Linked DNA regions of Mus musculus: region 2 is linked to region 1. A link is a contact called in public HiCAR-type data. All regions are on one chromosome and are shown on one strand. Each heading gives the region's core, a stretch centred on a gene start, on an enhancer-like site or on the middle of the called end of the contact. The rest is flanking DNA. Distances are from core to core; before and after follow the strand shown.

Region 1 (6,782 bases), core at 2,078-4,577:
TCAGGAAGCAGAGGCAGGTGGATTTTTATAGGTTCAAGGCCAGCCTGGATTACATAGAAGCTACTAGCCCTGTCTACATGGAGTTTCAGGCCAACAAAAGCTACTGTAATGAGACCCTGTCTCAACAAACAAACAAACAAACAAACAAACAAACAGGAGGAACTTGGGCCTGAGGAGATAGCTTGGTTGGTGAAGTGCTGGTTGTGAAGGTAAAAGCTAGGCAAGGCAGCTGGAGTGGTAAAGGGGAGTTGTCAGAATGGGTGTGTGTCAGGAATGGACAGGACAGGTGGATCCCTGGACCTGGATGGCCAGTTTGTCTAAGGGCTGTGAGCAACTGAGGAAGGCACCCCGTGTTGACATTCTGCCTCCAACACACACACACACACACACACACACACACACACACACACACACACAGAGAGAGAGAGAGAGAGAGAGAGAGAGAGAGAGAGAGAGAGAGAGAGAGAGAGAGAGAAACATGAGGAAATACAATGTTTTACCCAGGAAAGCAATGGGATTTTGAAGAATGGCATTTTTTACTTTTTATTTTTTTATTTTTATTTTATTTTTTTTTACCCAAGAGAGAAATAGCTGGGTTTCAGGAAGTTGGAGACTTAGTTACCTGGAATCGGTTCTCATATTGCATACTCTGTCGCCTGCCCGGAGTGTCCTTCTCTCTAGCATTTCATCCTTTCTGAGGGGTGGCAGTTCTATAACACCTCCTCCTCCAGGGAGCCTACTTGGATTTATCTCACCTTATCATCTAGATTGACCCTGTCTTGCACTTCATCCAGATTCTTCTAGGTGTTTGTTTGTGTACCACTTCCCTTATTAGGCTGCTTCTGTCAGTTCCTGAGGGTAGGAAGTGAGTTCCAGGTCTGACTGCTTCAGGTCTAGCCTATGGCTATGCTCAGAGAATGCTGGTGCGGGCCTGAGTGGAAGGCAGTCTGTCCTCACTGCCTCCCTTCTCTCTCACCCAGATGAAAACCCAGTATGAGCAGACCCTGGCCGAGCTAAATCGCTACACCCCACGCTACATGGAGGACATGGAGCAGGCTTTTGAGAGCTGCCAGGCTGCTGAGCGCCAGCGGCTTCTCTTCTTCAAGGATGTCTTGCTCACCCTGCATCAACACCTCGACCTCTCCAGTAGCGACAAGTATGACGGCGCGCTGGAGAGAGGCTCCCCTGACCTCCTCTGGGTTCTGGTGGGGCTGCATAATTTGACATTCTAGGGGCTCTTGGCCTTCCCTGTCTGACTGGGTGCCTCATAGGTTCCATGAACTCCATCGAGACCTGCAGCAGAGCATTGAGGCTGCCAGTGATGAAGAGGATCTGCGCTGGTGGCGGAGCACACACGGGCCTGGCATGGCCATGAACTGGCCACAGTTTGAGGCAGGTCTTAGAGGCTGGGTGGGCCTGGGTTGGGCTCAGTGTGGATCCCAAAAGGATGACAAGGTTTGCGATGAAGTCAGTGAAGGTGGGCCAAAATCTCTCCACAGGAATGGTCGTTAGACACACAGAGAGCCATCAGCCGCAAGGAGAAGGGTGGCCGGAGCCCAGATGAGGTTACTCTGACCAGCATTGTACCGACAAGAGATGGCACCGCACCCCCACCCCAGTCCCCATCGTCCCCGGGGTGAGAGCCGGGATCCTGAACAAAACCAAGACCGGGCTCTATGGCTTGCTTGTTACCACTTCTTCCTGCTTTCCTATCACATCAGTGCCCGACGGCCATCTTGGGAGAGTTAATTTCACCGAGGTTTAGATTTGCTCCATGGTCCGGTGTCTCTCGAAGTTTGGCTGTATAACAGTCCTGTGCACAGAGATAGACCTGTATCCACAGTAGTGAGTGGCAGCAGGATGGCTGTTCACTTGGCTCCTCCCTGCCCGCCGCCAAGCAGCCAAGCCCTTTGTCTTGAGTACTGGATACAGTGGGTCTTGTGCCCTGAGTTGTGCCCCTTGTGTTCCCCTCTCTAGTAGCGGGCAGGACGAGGACTGGTCAGATGAGGAGAGTCCCCGGAAAGTTGCCACTGGGGTGAGGGTACGGGCGCTTTATGACTATGCTGGCCAGGAGGCTGATGAGCTGAGCTTCCGAGCAGGTATGCTGGGCCCTTTCATGGTCCTTCCCACTTCAGCCCCCGTCCTACTTGCTAGAGCAGGGCTGTAGACGAAGAAAGCCAGGGACTCCATCCTCACAGGCTGCTCAGGGTCCAGCTGCAGCCTGACAGTTGCCTCCCTGGGGTCTAAGGTTGGGTGGCTTTTCCTGGCTGTGTCCTATCCTGGTCTGAGTTGGGTATCCTCCAGTTTGTCGGCCCTTGTGCTATTCCATCCCCCAGTCCATGACCTAGTTTTGAGACCAGTAAAGCCAGTGCTTTGGGCAATGACTGTTTTGTCTTTCTTCAGGGGAAGAGTTGCTGAAGATGAGCGAGGAGGATGAGCAGGGCTGGTGCCAGGGCCAGCTGCAGAGTGGCCGCATTGGTCTGTACCCTGCCAATTACGTAGAATGTGTGGGCGCCTGAGTGCCCTGACAGCCCTACCAAGGCGTCTCTCTGACCTGGGCCAGAGCTTAACCCTTCCTGGACTGCTGGACCTGAAGGCCCTGAACCATGTGCTGCTGCTGTCTCTCTTTTCCCACAGGAGGAAGTCTCAGGGCCCATGAAGGGCAGGGGTCTGTGTCTAGAGTTGGAGGTTGGAATGATGGAGGGTCGAGAGGTGCCCGAGCCTCCTCGGGAACATTTGGGTCATCCCAGAGTGGGAGGATCCAGCTCCTAAACTGTTTAGGAGTTCCTGGGGTGAGGTTGGGGAGAATGTAGTTTGAGGCTGGCAGCACCTTCTTTTGTGACTTGTAGTGTGCATTAAATTTGATTAAGAATAAAAACCCCATCAAGTGTTGTGAGCGTCTTTTGATAGCCTACTCTTGCTGGTGGGAGGCACGGGGTCGGCCCGTGGGCGTGCCATGTGTTATGGAACTGGGATTGGGCAGGCAGTTGCCTCCTGGTATCTGCCCCGGAATTTCAGGAGTGCAATCTGGACTGGAAGGGACTTGGTGATCAAGGTTGTTGTGTGCTGGCCTCTGCTCTAGGCCAGTTGCTGGATTGTGAGCTGAGCTGGAGCCCTGCCAATGCCTTCCGGATGGGGCTATGAGCACTTGGGAGATTGTTAATCATTACTCGTCCATCACAGAGTCTGTTACCATGGCTCTCTGCCTGACGCCTACAGCCAGTGGTCGAGCGGTACGTAGGGTACCCGGGTCCAGCAGGAACTCGTGAGGAAGTTTGGGCCAGTCCACGAGCCGTCGCCCGCTCGGGCTGCGGATTGGCCAGGCGCAGCGCGGCGTTCACTCTCAGGCCCGTGGTGGAGCTCCCGGCTGCTAACGTCATGTTTCAGCCCCGCCCGACGTTCATTGGCCCAGATCTGGTCGAATCACTCCACTCGTAGGCGGGTCGGGGCCCTGTCGTGACCGGCGCGGTGAGCCTGCCTTCGCCGCCGAGGATTGGCCCGCGCCGGGACCTGTCGGTCGCGGTTGTGTCTGGGAAGGAGAGAAAATGGCGGCGAGCCCGAGCAAGACCGAAATCCAGACTATTTTTAAGAGACTTCGCGCAATTCCCACCAACAAGGTGCTTGAGCGGGCGGGGTACGGGTCCTGACGCCGGCGGAGAAGACGTCTCTTGTCCCCTGGGGTCTGAGGGAGGGCGAGGACGGAGGTTGGAGGCTTTCTTGTGGTTTCTAGCGCCGGGCCTCGACTCTGGGCCCTAACCGTTCGCTTGTCGTCTTTTCCACTTAGGCCTGTTTCGATTGTGGCGCCAAGAGTCCTAGTTGGGCCAGCATCACTTACGGTGTATTTTTGTGTATTGACTGCTCCGGAGTGCATCGCTCCTTGGGTGTCCATCTCAGCTTTATCAGGTAGGTTCTGTGTGAGGGTGCTGTGCCTCCACGGGGGCTGTGTGCGTGGTCAGCGACGGGGAGAGGGCGCCTGGACTTGGACCTTCCTGAATTTGATGTTTGGATTTCTCCTGGCGGGAGTTCTGGTAGCCTACAGCGGGGGCTTGCGGGCGGAGGGCGGCGGGGGGTTCCACCTCTGTAGACTTCTCTCTTCACAGTTAACATGGTACTCAGCATCAGTTTGGGGGAGAGCTTAGATGCATTGACCTTGTTATTGCAGAAAGATTGGCCCAGTAGGTCTCCAGTGCGACTTTGACCAAACTTTAAGAAGAGCCAAACCCGTGCCTGCATTTCTCAGAAGTCGACCTCCTTTCGGATCTCCTTTTCAGAAATAATTAGTACCCTTTGGATTAGGCGAAGCGCAATGATTTCAAATACAGGGGAGAGAGGAGGAAATGGGACAGTGACTGATGGTTCCTGGACACCCACAGAAGCCTGAGGCCGAATGACAGGTTTAGTCTTGATAGGGAAGGTGACACTCAGCCCTTGTACACAGGTCCACAGAGTTGGATTCGAACTGGAGCTGGTTGCAGCTGAGGTGTATGCAGGTCGGCGGGAATGCCAATGCGGTAACGTTCCTTTACCTTCTTCCACCCCCATCCTTCTGCCTGGGTATTTAACTTTTCCTTGATTTCTCAAAGTGAGTTTGGTTTCTCTGTTCCGAGAGTTTGCAGCTCTGGAACATGCCACACACTTTTCTAAATTCAGAAAAATTTAAACAGCTTCTTTCAAAGAGGCTTAATGAAATACAAACTGGGGGGGGGGGCTTGGGGGACTTTTGGGATAGCATTTGAAATGTAAATGAAGAAAATACCTAATTAAAAGAAAAAAAAAAGGAAATACAAACTGAACTAGACAGGTGCTCTCTGGCAGTAGCAGTGTCTCCATAGTCATTGGGGTTTTGTGGGCTCCTGGAGGGAGGATAGCTGAACAGAGAAGTACATACATTCTTCAGTCCCCTAGACCTTGTTCCCTGCTCTTACGGGGAGGGGCTGGCATGGTGGTTTTTGGGTTTTTTGAGGAATTTTGGAGGAGGTCAATTAGTGAGTGAAGGTGTTTATTGAGGGAGGCTGGTAACCTGAGTTCATTCAGTTGAGGGAACCCACATAAGGTGGAAGGAGAGAACCAACTCCATGGACTTGGCCTTTGACCTCTGCACACATGCTGGGGTGCACATGGAATAAATACAAATAAAAGGTTTTGTTGTTCTGTCTTGTTTTGAGAAGAAATCTTGGAAGACGTTTACCTCTTTGAAAACCTGCTGATGTCAGTAGTGTGTCATCCTGAATAAATAATAGCCCAATTGTTTAGTAATGTGTCTCCTATAGTGTGAATACAGTTTTCTTTGGCGAGAGTATTTGCACATACATATTACTCCTTCTCTTTGCTCTCCAGACTGCTTTTTTCCGCCAACACGGATGTATGGCCAATGATGCTAACACCAAATATACGAGCCGAGCTGCCCAGATGTACCGAGAGAAGATCCGGCAGTTAGGGAGTGCAGCTCTGACTAGGCATGGTACTGATGTGAGTGCTGGTTCCTGGGCTAGGGTGCTGGGATAAGAGATAGTAACAGCCCTGAGTTTCAGTGTCTCCTCTCTTCCAGCTTTGGATAGACAGTATGAACAGTGCTCCAAGTCACTCTCCAGAGAAGAAAGACTCTGATTTCTTCACAGAACATACTCAGGTGAGTACCACAGGGATGTTTCCTCTGATAAATGCTTTACTTACCAAGGCTGTATATACCCTTTTGTGATCATGACATAAATTCTTGTGTTTAGGTACAATGTCTCAGAGAGTGTTTGTAGTTCAGAATTGGTAATTACTACCTGCTTCTTATGGGAGTGGAGTGGAATCCTCCTTAGAAATGGATCCTGGAGTAGAGAATAGTTTGAAAGCTCAAGAAGTCTCAGGGACCCTAAACAACTTCCAAAAAGGAACAGAAGTTGGAGACAATGAGGATTGCCCCTCCTGTGACCCACCTGTAAAAAAGCTCTCCCCTCTGTTGGCAATGGGTATTGAAGTTAGAGCCTTGGGTCACATCCCAGCCTCTCTGCAAGTATTTCTGTGATGTGGCTAAGTCACTTAACCTGGGGGAAAACTCAGTTTCTAAAATGGAGACATAGTTACTTCCTAGGGCCTGAACATAGTTACTTCCACTGAACCTGTTGTATCTGTGAGCACCTTGGATTTGCATCTGGTGCATGGTCAATACGTAAGAGTTGTTAGTGCTATCAGTTAGGGGAATGGGCTTAGCTCTGAATTGAAGAGGCTGTTTTCCTACATTTGTCTTCCATGGTAACTGGTAAGTAAAATTGCTGATCTCCAATCTTGTCTTATTGTAGCGGGCAGTGCCTCCTATCCACAGGTAGCTGTGGGTTTTTAGGAGGGCTCACTGAGGCCTCTATGATCTGGCTTCCTTTTTAGGCCCCTGCTTGGGATACAGCAGCCACTGATCCTTCAGGGACTCAGCAACCAGCCCTACCTTCAGAGAGCAGTAGCCTGGCACGTGAGTTCTGCCCAGATCTCAACCAAGTGCCTGGGCCTGGAAAAGGACTAGGGTACAGGAACACTTGGCCAGGGACATAGGAGCTCAGAGGAGGTTTCTCTTTAGTCCTTGGAGGAAGGGGTGGGCATACATCTTTTGATGGCGAGCTGAGGAAAGCCAGTGACTCCTGTCTTACCACCTCCTTAATGTAACTCCTGTCAATTGCATTCACAGAACCTGAACAAGGCCCTAACACTGATCTGCTCGGAACCTCACCCCAAGCCTCTCTGGGTATGACAGCTGGCGGGGGTGGGGGTGGGGGGCTGGGAGGAAGTGGGCCTCAAGTATTTGT
Region 2 (6,782 bases), core at 2,007-4,506, 640 kb after region 1:
TGTCTTGGGGGTGGGGTGGGGGGAAGGGGGGAGAGAGAGAGAGAGAGAGAGAGAGGGAGAGAGAGAGAGAGAGAGAGAGAGAAAGAGAGAGAGAGAGAGAGAGAGAGAGAGAAGAGAGAAGAGAGAAGAGAGAAAAAAATTGAAGCTAGCATGGTTTCTCACACCTTTAGTTCCAATGTTCAGCAGAAGCAGGTGGATCTCTGTAGTTCAAGGCCAACCTGATCTAACCCTGACTTCTAGGACAGCTAGGACTGTTGAACCCAAATAAACAAACAAATAAAATTAAGAACCGTCTCCACCACCACCACCACTCCCGCCCGCCCACTACCACCACCACCAAAAAAAAAAAAAATCTGGGGATGGTTCAGCAGTTGAGCGCACTGTTTCTCTTGCAAAAGACCCAGGTTAGGTTCTCAGCACTGTGTGATGGTTCACAACCATTTGTAACTCCAGTTCCAGGGGACTTGACTTCCTCTTCTGATCTCCATGTGTACCAGGATACACATGTATATACATACATGCAGACAAACATACACACAAAATAACATTATTCTATCTTCTTAATATCATGAAATTATAACAATTATAAAACTATAATGTAACGATATTTTGTTATATAATTATATAATAAAATATACTTTAAAAGCATACGTATAAGATAAATAAATCAAACCAACTGGTCAGTCTACTGACCTCCTGTGTCCTGCTGTTTTTACTAGAAGCTGTAGCTCAGAATAGTGGCAGCAGACTGAAAAACTCAGTGTAAAGTCATGGTGATGATTCTCTGCCTTTGAAGTGAGGAAGAAAGGCGAGCAGGAGCACATCTGACCTAATGACACCCTTTTCCCTTCTCCGGCTTTTTGAGGGATAGAGGTCTCTTCAGCCACATACTCGAGATCCTGGAATCAGCCTGATTTATTATTAGTTTCTAGACCCAGCCAGGTGGAGAGTGTGAAGCTCTGCTTCACTGCAGAGCAGGCTGATTGCTGTGTGTGAGGCACTGCGGGGTTCCTGCTGACTAAATGCCACTTCTGTCTCCAGGCTGCCCTAATGCTGCTCTTCACTCAGTGCAGTCTTCTAGAGTGTTGTACAGGCCCGAGTGCTTGTTGTGACTGTTGTTCAAGGCTTTTGACCTTTGGGAGTGCCCACATTGTCTTTATTTCTATTTATTTATTTTTCCAGACAAGATCTTATGTATTCAGTCTAGCCTCAGAATTTATATCACCAAGGAAGATTGTGAACTTCTGACCCTCTTTGCCTCCACCTTCCAGGTGCTGAGATTATAGCCATGTGACATCATACCCAGTTTATGTTGTACTAAGGCTTTGTACATTAATTTGCTAGGTAACCATTTTTCAACTGATCTATATCCTCACCTTCCATATTGCCTTTGTGCTTTGGGGGGACCTTGATGTGGGGAGGAGGGGTTGTTTGTTTGCTTGCTTGCTTGCTTGCTTGCTTGCTTTTCCTGTTTTGGATAAGTTCTTGTGGCCTGGTAGTTATCTGGTGATTGACCCTATCAGCTCTCAGCTGAGTTGACAGTGGCATTAGGGAGGGAAAACCTGGTTCATTACAACCAGCAGTATCTTGATTCCATCTTGAATATTTGGATACCCTCCCCAAAAGAGGTTGCTGTCTGTAACTCTGACCCAGTGAAGTTGCTCTTGTAGAAGGGAGAGGGCCTTGTTCTGAATGCTACTTGCTCCTAAGTGTCTATGTCCAGGAATGCTCTCTCACTACTCCCTTGTGTCTTTCCATAACAAAGCCTACATACATCTCTGAGCTGCTTTTAGTACAGATGCTGGACCTAACACTTTGTGCCCTTTCTCTCTGCTGTCTCTGGTCCAGAATCTGTGTGGGTTCTCAAGTACTTTTCCCCAAACCACATGAAGCTGGCTGGCTATCTTATTTCTTCTTCTTAGGAATTCCTAAGATAAATCTAGTAGATATCCTTTCCAAAATCGGTATAGAATTCTGGACTAGAATTTTATTCATGCCAACATTATAGTTAGAGGCATTTCTTTTCCTGTTTTTTCCACAATCTGGTTTTACCCTTGGCTCTCACAACTCACCTTTGTCCCTAGCAAAGTACTCTAGGCCTCTCCCTTGCAAAGCGATGCCCCTCCAGAGGCACTCTCTAACCCAGTTTGTAGTCACCCCTCCTCCTAGATGCCATGCCTCAAACCCTAGCCCACGTATTTGGTGTGAGTCACAGACTCCTCAGCCAAACATGAAGGTGGCTTTGGCCTCTATTTTCTCTCTTCTCCCCATATGTTGTCTTCAGCATCCCAGAGTCTTACTGAGCCTAAAACATCTTGGGCTTCTAGGAGCTCAAGCCTATTCCTAAATAAAAATGGGCACTAGACCATGGGACAGTCCTATCCCAGGCCAAATGGGGGTAACTTACCCACCAGTTATGATTCTGCTATTTATTTATTCTGATTGTTTGGGACCCTGTAGCTGTAAGACAGGAAATTTAGGGTCTCATAAACATTTAGCCTGGATGAGACTTTGTCTTAAGTTCTTCAAAGTTACCCCAAGATCTTCGTATGTAGCCATGGCTGGCTGACCTTGACACATATTATAGCCTAGAGTTCCTCAAACTCCCCAATCACAGGCACTTTCCACTATACTGGACTTAAAGCTTAGCCATATCTTTTATTTTTACTGCAGGCAAAGTAAGAATGTTATCTTAGGCCTCCCCACAGATCACTGTTAGAATTGGGCCTCTTAATTTTCCAATTGAGATCTCTTTCCTACAAATGATATTTAAGCCTTTTCTCTTTAAAAATCCTTCTAAAACCACGTATGGTGTTGCATGCCTATAATCCCATCACCCAAGTGGCTGAAGCAAGAGAATTGTGTTGAGTTTGAACATGGGTTGGATAGCAAGACTCTATTTCAAAAAATGAAACGTAAAACAAAAGCCTTTGAGATGTCTTTTTTCTTTTTTTAAAGAAAGCAATATATTCTCTCCTGCATAAAAATATACCACAGGAACACACCCATGCTTTTATAATTCCCTAAGACCTCTAGGTCCTATTTAGGTGAACCGGGTGTCTGGGGCATTGGGAAAAAGGAAATAAGCCAGTGTTAACATCTGTGATTGATAGGCCTCTTGCCTAGACGAAGAACAAATAGAGAACTAGCAGCTTAGAGTACCAGTCTGTTTCATAGGCAGCTGCTTAAGGCTTGCTGTCTGTCCCAGTGTGACGCAGTTCCCTGGCACACCCATTCCCAAGGGCACAGAATCTAGCCCACCAGCTGGGCCAAGATTGCAGCCCTCCCCCAAAACAGGTGGTTGTCTGCCTTTGTCCAGGCACAGGCAGCTGCACTGCATTTTGTGCTCTCAGTGCTGCTCTTCATTCTTTTCCATTGTCTCAGCCTCAGTCCTCAGCCAAGCACAAAGACTGGGAACAAGCTTCTTGGGTATCTCTTGTAAAGTCCTACTTGTCACCCTAGGAAAGAGCTCTTAGGACTCCCTTGAGCCTGCACCAGGCTCTCACGCCATGATGGCAGAAGCTCAGTAACCCCTTTCCCCTTCCTGGTAATGAGCTGTGCACTACTTCCAAGCCGCTGTGCCTCTGGCTGATTGCCAGCCTAGCCAGCACCACTGAGCCTCACAGTGAATGTAAGGACCACTGCTGGCTTCATGGCTTCCCTGTAAATGAGGGTGAGGGGAGATGTTACTAGACAGAAGGCAGAATAGAGTTTAGCAGAAGAGAAGCAACCTGAGTGTGGAGTGCCTGGAACCTTGGCTAAGGACGGCACTCCTTATAAAGCCTCAGTTCAGTCAGGGGGAGCTACCTGTGTGAATGGTAATTATAATCAAGCATTATTAACCAAGGAGGGGAAAGGCATAATTTGGAACGAAAAAGGGAGCCAGAACTGCCACAGAGAGACTGTTTCAGGCTAGCCAGGAGAGTCAGGTGCCAGGACTTTCCCTCACCATAGAGATGGTGCAAATAACTGCTAGTCGTCCTGGAAGCAGTCATCAGAGACATCCCTGAGATGTCAGATGAGGAGTGCTCTTAGGAACTTGGGGAGTTCCAAGCCACAGATTGTGTGAACAGAACATTGGGATCACTGAGAAAGCAAGGCTGGCTTTTCCTTCTACTCAAGGAGCCCAGGAGGGCCCCAGCAGTGAGACTGATTGAGCCACACCCAGAAACACAGCCTAGAGAGCCTGCTGAAGAGAACTGGGTGCTGTGTAGAAGTCCATTTGAAACACTGCTTCTTGTAGACCTTCTCAGTCTTTTGTATGTTTGTCTAGCTCCCAAGAAGAACCTAGAACAGTGTCTCAATCGTCCTTACCAAGTCCCAAGAAAGAAAGAGCTGGCTGAAAATCATTCTTTAACTAAAATGCAGAATCCGTGACATTTAGTTACCAGAAAAGGTCTCATCAACTCTGATCCTTGAGTACAGTACTCAGATAGGAGATCAAGTCCAAAACGTGCTTGCCATTGTCAGGCTCACTGGCCACAAAAACAGGGCAGTGAGACAGGGCTCATACTCAAGACCCTCCATCCTTACCCTCCCAGATGCTAGGAGTACAGGTCTGTACCTGTAATTACACACCCAGTTGTGACGTCTTCCGTAAGTAGCCTAGTCCACAGCTCATAAGGGATGGTACATGCAGCGAGTCCATGACTTGCAGTGTCTTGTTGATGGTCCCAGAACAGACTGGTTCTTCCAGAGTTTCCGTTCTGAGACAGGAAGAAGGCTCCTGGCCACAGTACATGATTTGTTGTAGGCTTGCTGTGAGCAGTTTGTTGTCACTAACTAACCCTGAGTAACAGGAATTACAGAGGAGGGATTTGGCAGAGGCCCACATGGTATTGCAACCTGTCAATAAATCTTGACAAGTTTGTACATCCAAGGCTTCTTGGCAGCTGGCTTCACATAGAGATAATGCAGCCAGGATTTGCTCACCAAAAAGTGCTATTTTGAGAAGATCTGCAGTTTGTCTCTGGCCATTTGTCTTTTCCTAATGCAAGGCTACCTCTCTCCTTTGCTCTCCAGTAGTCTTTAGACCACAGGAATAACTCTGTAGAAATGAGACTGTACTCTATAGAGAGGTCTAGTTAAAAGTTCAGTGAGCATGAGGTATACAAGCATGTAAGAGAGTAGAGAAAGAGTAAGCTAGCATTCCCTCAGGTGAAACCTCTACCAGAATGACAGGCTCTGTGCAGCTAGATCTAGGGTCTCCCCAATTCTGCTGCCTTCTGCACATAGCAGCCCAACCTTCCACTGTAGTCCTTGCTCATTCATGCCTGTGCTGACTCATCAGGATTGGAAAAGAAGCCCCTCAAACTTCTCCCCAAACTCATCTTCTTCTAGCTGACTTCCATCTCTTGTTCCCTAGGGATGTTCTGTTGTCAAAAGAGAGTGACACTGTCCCCAGGTTGCAAACTGATATACTAGAGTATATCATAATCTATTTAGGCTGCCTTAGCAAAACACATAGACCTGGTGGCTTAAACAACAAATACTGATTTTCTTACAGTTCTGGAGGTTGGAATGACAACCATCAGAGGTTTCCTGAGAGGGCTGACTTCCTTGTTTATAGGTGCCTACCATCTCACCATGCCATTACTGAGCCTCTAAGAGAGAGTCCTTTCTTCCTCTTCTTGTTACACCATAGTCCTATCAGGTTAGGACCCATCCTCATGTCCTCCCTTAACCTTCTAAACACTGGTGTTGGAGTTTAGAATAGGAAGTTGGAAGAACAGAGCTCTTCAGGAACTTGATTTCCTGACTTGTTTAGCAGAACTTTGGGGTAATTTAGATATCATTTAGGCTGTCTATGAGAGCTAATTAGTGAACTTTAAAAACTTGTTTGGTTGGTTAGATATATCAGTGAGTGAAGGTACAACTCCCACACATTATCCTCAAAACCTTCACGTGCCTGCCATACCATGAGACACACACACTATACTAGATAAATATTTAATAATATTTAATAAATACAAAATGCCTATTTTAGGAGGGGTTGGAGAGATGGCTCAATAGTTAAGAGCACCCACTGTTCTTTTTATTTTAATTGGATTTTTTTCTTTTTTTTTTTTTTTAATTAGTTTGTTTGGTTAGACAGTTTCTCTGTGTAGTCCTGGCTGTCCTAGAACTCACTCTATAAACCATGCTAGCCTTCAACTTAGAGATCCACCTGGCTCTGCCTCCTGAATGCTGAGATTTGCATGTACTGCTACTGCCCAGCTGAAAAAAAAATGTTTATGCAATATATTCTGATAATTTTCCTCTCCACCAACTCTTCTCAGACTCTCCCCATTCATCCAACTCCACATCCTTTGTCTCTCTCTCTCTTAAAAAACAAAAACAAGGCTGCTGGTGAGATGGCTCAGTGGGTAAGAGCACCCGACTGCTCTTCCGAAGCTCCAGAGTTCAAATCCCAGCAACCACATGGTGGCTCACAACCATCCGTAACAAGATCTGACTCCCTCTTCTGGTGTGTCTGAAGACAGCTACAGTGTACTTACATATAATAATAAATAAATCTTTAAAAAAAAAAAAAAAACAAAAAAAAAAAAACAAAAACAAAAAGAAAGCAGGAAACACAAACACACAAAACCATATAAATGGAAACTAGAATATACAAGTAAAAGAAACAGTGGGACAAACTAGTACCCAGACAAAGCAATGCAAGACGAAAGTCTACATAAATATCTCTGAGCTAATCTTGTGTTGGCCAACTGCTCCTGGGCATGAACCTTAACTTGAAGTGTGGTTAATATTCCCAGTGAAACGTGATTGGAGAAAATTAA

Evidence for each region. HiCAR-type assays count read pairs that join an accessible place to other places.
Region 2: a contact with region 1 is called in a HiCAR-type map of astrocytes, with 2.9 times the contacts expected there. The contact joins the enhancer-like site here to the promoter of Arfgap2 in region 1. A contact is called at or near these places in 3 of 39 promoter capture datasets (hematopoietic stem and progenitor cells, liver and neural stem cells), 1 of 115 datasets of contacts at active chromatin or transcription factors (astrocytes) and 1 of 9 other capture datasets (liver).

The regions. Positions count from the first base shown.
Region 1 is chr2:91,261,788-91,268,569 of GRCm38.p6, forward strand. Arfgap2 (ADP-ribosylation factor GTPase activating protein 2) reads left to right here and starts at 3,328. Exons shown (of 16, transcript NM_023854.2): 1 at 3,328-3,617; 2 at 3,785-3,903; 3 at 4,439-4,511; 4 at 5,338-5,469; 5 at 5,549-5,629; 6 at 6,370-6,451; 7 at 6,665-6,721. The coding sequence starts at 3,546. It overlaps Pacsin3 (protein kinase C and casein kinase substrate in neurons 3), which reads left to right. Exons shown (of 11, transcript NM_001289678.1): 7 at 981-1,156; 8 at 1,272-1,392; 9 at 1,500-1,636; 10 at 1,978-2,099; 11 at 2,404-2,893. The coding sequence ends at 2,519.
Region 2 is chr2:91,901,530-91,908,311 of GRCm38.p6, forward strand. The region is part of intron 15 of Ambra1 (autophagy/beclin 1 regulator 1); the gene reads left to right. Among named protein-coding and RNA genes, the nearest start is that of Chrm4, 17 kb to the right of the region's middle. Within about 2 kb of position 3,257, at least 52 of the 459 cell types and tissues checked have an H3K27ac peak or open chromatin away from gene starts, as enhancers often do. A contact at or near this core is called in astrocytes and neural stem cells, where this site is marked.